Regions from separate parts of the Mus musculus genome. Here region 1 is linked to region 2. A link is a contact called in public Hi-C data. All regions are on one chromosome and are shown on one strand. The core of a region is the stretch at or near the end of the contact, and the rest is flanking DNA. Distances in the headings are between cores, read along the strand shown.

Region 1 (3,116 bases), core at 597-3,096, 110 kb after region 2:
AACCACCCATAACCTCAGTTCCACAAAACCAACAGACCCTCCTATGGTGCACACACCTGCATACAGGCAAGAGTTTCATACTCACAGAGAACATATTTAAAAAATTAAAATGATAGCAGGCAACAATTTCCTACTATTGTTCCAGACTTAAAGTTGTTTTTCTATAAGCTTCTATACAGCTTTCTTATGCTTTTATGAAATATAATTATACTGTGAAATAATTTACCGTATATAAGTATATTATAGTATAAAAATATAATTATACTGTGGGGAAAAAGAAAACGAAATCTCCCATTGTCTTTAGGGAGTTTCTGGTTGACTCAGTGGGGGTGTCTGAGGCCATTCTGCCCATTCACACACTGATTCCTGTTTAATGCCTCTTCTACCTCTGCCTCTGTCTCAGGAACCGGCTCAGCTTTTCTTCTTAGCTTCAGTATTTCTTTGAGACAGGGTTTCTCTGTGTAGCCCTGGCTGTCCTGGAACTCACTTTGTAGCCCACGCTGGCCTCGAACTCAGATATCTGCCTCTCTGCTTCCCGAGTGCTGGGACTAAAGGCGTGCGCCACCACGCCCGGCTGGTTTTTCTTTTTCTGGTTGGTGTTTGAACTCTACCTTTCCCACTTCCAATGTTTTATTTGGTGAACGGTACACACCAAGGCATTAGGAGTGAGAAAGTGGCGATTCACACGGTTCAGATGGCCTGACGCTGATCCCTGCAACCAGGTAAAGGTAGCAACAGAAAACGGAGTCCACGAAATTGTCCTCCGGGCTTCACACATACGCCCTGGACTTCACTTCCTCCGCGTCCTTCCTGTCGTAGGAAGGTTGTAGAGAGGAACAGAACTGGTAGAGTACACATACATTATAAACTTAGGGGCTAGGGAGATGTCTCAGCAGCACAGAGTGCCGGCAATTTTTACAGGGGACCGGACTCGGGGTTGGGAAACCCACAGCTGCTCCAGCCCCGGGGCTCTTGACAGCGTTTTTTGGCCTCCAGAGTTACTGCACACACATAGCAGAGACACAGAAACATACATACAAATAAAAACCAAGCGCTAAGTCGGGCGTGGTAGTGCACGCCTTTAATCCCAGCACTCGGGAGACAGAGGCAGGTGGATTTCTGAGTTTAAGGCCAGCCTGCTCTACAGAGTGAGCTCCAGGACAGCCAAGGCTACACAGAGAAACCCTGTCTCAAAAACCAAAAAAAAAAAAAAAAAAAAAAAACAAGCGCTAGAGGGGCATTAACTAGGGTGGCATACACGATAGGGGCTAGGGAGTCCAATAACACAGTCCACACAGGGTGCTAGAGAGGCTGAGAACCCAGAACTCCTCAGTAAACTGATGCCTCCGTAGACCCAAGCTGGCGCTGCAGGTGCCCATGTCGGAAGGCATCAGAGGTCTCATGTCCACAAAGGTAACAATAGCTGCAGAGATGGACACACCCACCAGTGAAAGCACAGCCCGTGGACAAGTCTGCTTTCCCTCAGATAGCTTTGTATCTGTGCTGATAACGTGGTATCCTCTCAGAGGGAGGGTCTCTCCCCTCCCGTAGTCTGCCTTCTCTGGTGAAGGGTTTATTTCTCCCAGCTAATCCGTTCTGGAAAAGTCCTCACAGACCTGAGGCGTGTATCTCTCATTTGATGTCAGATCCCATCAAATTGGCCTTCAAGGTTAACCCTATCACACACCTTGGCATTTCCGTGCCCCAAGGAAAAGTACTGAATGCTAGCTCCTGATTCCAAGAGGTGCACATTCCATGCTTCCAGAAATAGAGAAATATATCTAAGAGAAACAATGACTTACTGTCCAGGGAGGAAGCTTGGGTACACGCCACCACTGGCTGGGCTCCCTGGCTTCTGGCTCTATGTCAGGATCCAACTGTCCTTGGAATCGTGACAGCAGCAGAGGTGGGTATCCCAACATTAGGAACTTGTACTTACTGCTACAGCAAAGGGCAGAACAAAGCTGTCCTCACCATGTTAGCTATCCCATACAACCCTCTCGAGACCCCGACCACTTACTCATCAGCACGTCCAATGTGTACGAAGTAGATGTTTTTTAAAAATATAATGATCAGGGATTATATCCCTGGCTGAACTGAAACTCCTCACCTTGTAGACCAGGCTAGCCTGAAGCTCAGAGATCATCTGTCTCTGCCAACTGAGTGCCGGGTTAAAAGGCAAGGCTACCTCATCCACTGCCTCCAGCTTGATTTTTATTTATCTTCAAATGTATCTATGTTGTATATACATCTATTTTTCTTGTCTTTTTTTTTTCTCCAAGACAGGGTTTCTCTAGCCCCTAAAATAACTGTCTTAAAGACAAAACAAAAAACTAAAGAGGAGGTAAAGTTTTAAAAAGTTCAAAAAAAAAAAAAAGAAAAGAAAAGAAAAGAAAACAAAAGCCAGGCAGTGATGCACACACATTTGATCCCAAGCACTTGGAAGGCAGAAGCAAGGGAATCTCTGAGTTCCAGGACAGACTGTGTGGCAGCCAGGGCCACACAGACACACCAGAAATGGGCCACATGGTTGCTGGAAATTGAACTCAGGACCTCTGAAGAGCAGTCAGTGCTCTTAACTGCTGAGCCATCTCTCCAGCCCCTGTTTTTTTTTGTTTTTTTTTGTTTTTGTTTTTTGTTTTTTGTTTTTGGTTCTCTGTATAGCCCTGGCTGTCCTGGAACTTTTACATTGAAATGCCTTATTTTATCCAGGTGTGGTGGCCCACGCCTCTAATCCCAGCACTTGGGGAAGGCAGAGGCAGGAGGATCTCTTGAGTTTAGAGGCCAGTCTAGTCTACAGAGCCTGAAGGTTTCTGTGTCCTCACTCTGTCCTGGAACTCACTCTGTAGACCAGGCTGGCCTTGAACTCAGAAATCCACCTGCCTCTGCCTCCCAAGTGCTGGGATTAAAGGCGTGCACCACCACTGCCCGACTTTGCTCTCTCATTTCTTTTGTTTTGTTTTTTTTGTTTTTTGTTTTTTTTGAGACAGGGTTTCTCTGTGTAGCCCTGGCTGTCCTGGCAATCACTTTGTAGACCAGGCTGGCCTCGAACTCAGAAATCCACCTGCCTCTGCCTCCCGAGTGCTGGGATTAAAGGCGTGCGCCACCACGCCCGG
Region 2 (3,050 bases), core at 301-2,800:
TTGCTGGGATTTGAACTCCGGACCTTTGGAAGAGCAGTCAGGTGCTCTTACCCACTGAGCCATCTCACCAGCCCTTCAGTGGTTTTCTTGAGTAATTTCTTTACAAAATGTTGGTGTTCTTACACCCAGATATTGGCATATGCCTGTAACTCCACAACTCTAGAGGGGGAACCAATAGGACTGAGTTCACGGCCAACTTGTGCCACAGAGTGAATTTCAGGAAAGCTGGGCTTATAAAGCAAGACCTTGTTTCAGAAACCAAACAAAACAAAAAATTAGAGGAGAATTCTTTTTCACTTGTTTTGATTTTGAGACAGGGTTTCTCTGTGTAGCTCTCTGGCTGTCCTTGAACTTGATCTGTAGACCAGGCTAGCCTCAAATCAAAGATCCACCTGTCTCTGACTCCTGAGTGCTGGGATTAAAGGCATGCACCACCACTATCAGGCTTAAAAAAATTAGGAGGTTCTTTAGGGAAACAGAGTATGGTTCTAAAAGTTATCAAGTTCCGAAGTAACTTCAAGTTCTCCACACAAATGAATTTTATAAGGTCATTTCTTTCTCTTTGACATCCATTGGGTCTAAACAGGAAAATATATAAGTATTTAGGAGGAAGATAGGAAGGTTAAAAAAAAAAAGGACTCTAGAGACTAGAATTGTAGAAAGACTATTCAAATCCATCCTCAAGACTCAATCTACTTTCTTCTGGTGCTTTCTATATATCTTGCTTCAAATGATATTTACTCTTGTGAACCTACGTCAGTACAGAACTAGCTCTTTGATAGCCAGGTCTAGTTTAGTAGGTGTTACAGATTGGCTCTGTAGTTCTCAAACCCTCCTATGTGATGAAGACTTGGTCCTCAGCTGCTGGTGTTAATGAGAGGTAACTGGACCACAAGGGAGCGAACCTGACCAATGGATTAGTCCACTAACGGGTTCATAGCTACATGGCCTGTTAGGAGGTGGGACCTAGTAAAAGTAAGTAAGTCACCGGGAAGTGCAGTGCCTTGAAAGATTGTCCACAGGCTCCTCCTCACTCTCTCTGCTTACTTGCTGCCATGAGACAAACAGTTCTGCTCTACCATCCCTTCTCCACTATGATCCTTTGCCTCCATACAGGCTCAGAAACACAAAAGCCAAACGACCATGGCCTAAAATATTTGAAACTATGAGTCAATATTCCCTCCTTTTCTGGTTTCTTTGGAGTACTTTGTCACAGAAATACAAAGTCAACTTTTAAATTAAGGCTGCAAATAAAATATATAAAATTATACTGCTCAAATCCTGATTTTCTAACTTGCTCTGGAAGCAAAATCTAGCCATAACTTTATAGCAAAGCACCTTACAGAGGATCTGTCATGGGAGGAAGGATAGCCCAGTTGATAATGTGCTTAGCATGCAAGTTGAGAGCTTGAGTTTGGATGCCCAGTCCTAATGTAAAAAACAGGTGCGGTGATACAAGTCTCTAAGCCTAGTGTTGGTTAACCACAGGCGGAACCCCGGTGTTCACTCGGCTAGCCAGGCTAGCCCAATCAGTGAGCTTCCAAGTTCAGTGAACCCTGTTTCAAAGAACTAATTGTAAAAGAGCTGGATGACTCAGCTGCTCTCAATACCACCGCCTGCAGAGGACCAGAGTTCAGTTCCCAACATCCATACCAGGGGGCTCACAACTGCCTGTAACTCTAGCTCCAAGGGATTCAATTGCACTTACATACAATCACCAATATAAACATAAATACACATATTCAGTTTTTTAAATCTTAAATAAAAAAATCAAACAAACAAACAAAACGAGGACCAGTATAGTGTCACACATGTTTAATCCCAGAACTCAGGAGGCAGCATCAGGGAAATCTCTGTTGAATTTGAGGCCAGCCTGGTCAGATGGAGAAAACTGAGGATGGCACTTGATGCCTGCCTTCAGCCTGTACATATATATGTATACACATGCACACATATGCACAAACAACACATACACACATACAAGTAACCGTTCTGCATAGCTGGCAAGTTATAAATTATGCTGCTTGCTTAGTACTTTGGACTTGGAAGAGAGAATGAAAGTTTTAAACAAAAGTTAAAGTCCACCTGCAATCAGAGGGCTGGGATTGTAGCTCAGTTCATACTGTACTTTCCTAGTACACTCAACGCCCTGTGTCTGCTCTCCTGCACCACACAAATGAGGCATAAGGACATGCACCTGTAATCTCAGGGCTCAAGAGGTAAGAGCGATGGTTCCTAATCTCAATTCCCTTCTGGATCAAATGATTCTCTCACAGGGGTCACACCTAAGGCCATCACAAAACACAGACGTTTACATTATGATTCAGAACAGTCGCAAAATTACAGATATAAAGTAGCAACCAAAACAATTTTTCTTACTTATTCTTCTCTCATACATTACACCCCAAGCACAGTTTCCCGTCTCCTCTCCTCCCAGACACTCTCTCCCATCCATTCCTTCTCCTTTCCCTTCAGAAAAGGGCAGGCCTCCAGGGGATATCAGCCAAACACGGCATATAAAGCTACAATAAGACTAGGCACCTCCCCTCATATTAAGGCTGGACAAGGCAACCCAGTAGGAGGAAAAGGGTTCCAAAATCAGGCAAAAGAGTCAGGGACAGCCCCTGCTCCCACTGTCAGAGGAGTACCACAAGAAAACCAAACTACACAACCATAACATATATACAGAGGGCCTAGGTCAGATCCATGCAGGGTCCCTGGTCTCTAGTTCAGTCTCAGGGACCCTCTATGAGACCAGGTTAGTTGATTCTGTGGGTTTTCTTGTGGTGTCCTTATGGGTCAAGGTCACCACAACATGGGGAACTGAATTAGAGGCTCACAGCATTAGGAAGGTTGAGAACAACTGAGTTAGAGGGAGAAGGAGCACTTGGCGCCCTAGTAAGTTCAAGACTACCCTGGGATACACAGGAGTCTCTGCCTACAAAATAGTAGGGGGTGGAGAGAAGCCCTAGGAGGAGAGCTCAGTCAACAAAGCACTGGCTTTGCAAACAGGAGGACTTGGTTTGATCCTTGGAACCAATGTAAAGGAA

The links. A called contact is a pair of places that touch in the nucleus more often than the background predicts.
Region 1: a contact with region 2 is called in a Hi-C map of liver, with 1.9 times the contacts expected there. The contact joins two enhancer-like sites. A contact is called at or near these places in 4 of 484 Hi-C or Micro-C datasets (embryonic fibroblasts, embryonic stem cells and liver) and 1 of 115 datasets of contacts at active chromatin or transcription factors (embryonic stem cells).

Annotation. Positions count from the first base shown.
Region 1 is chr19:46,086,816-46,089,931 of GRCm38.p6, reverse strand. No RefSeq gene overlaps it. Among named protein-coding and RNA genes, the nearest start is that of Nolc1, 13 kb to the right of the region's middle. Within about 2 kb of position 1,846, at least 11 of the 459 cell types and tissues checked have an H3K27ac peak or open chromatin away from gene starts, as enhancers often do. A contact at or near this core is called in liver, where this site is marked.
Region 2 is chr19:46,197,546-46,200,595 of GRCm38.p6, reverse strand. All of the region lies in intron 3 of Gbf1 (golgi-specific brefeldin A-resistance factor 1), which reads right to left. Among named protein-coding and RNA genes, the nearest start is that of Gbf1, 47 kb to the right of the region's middle. Within about 2 kb of position 1,550, at least 32 of the 459 cell types and tissues checked have an H3K27ac peak or open chromatin away from gene starts, as enhancers often do. A contact at or near this core is called in liver, where this site is marked.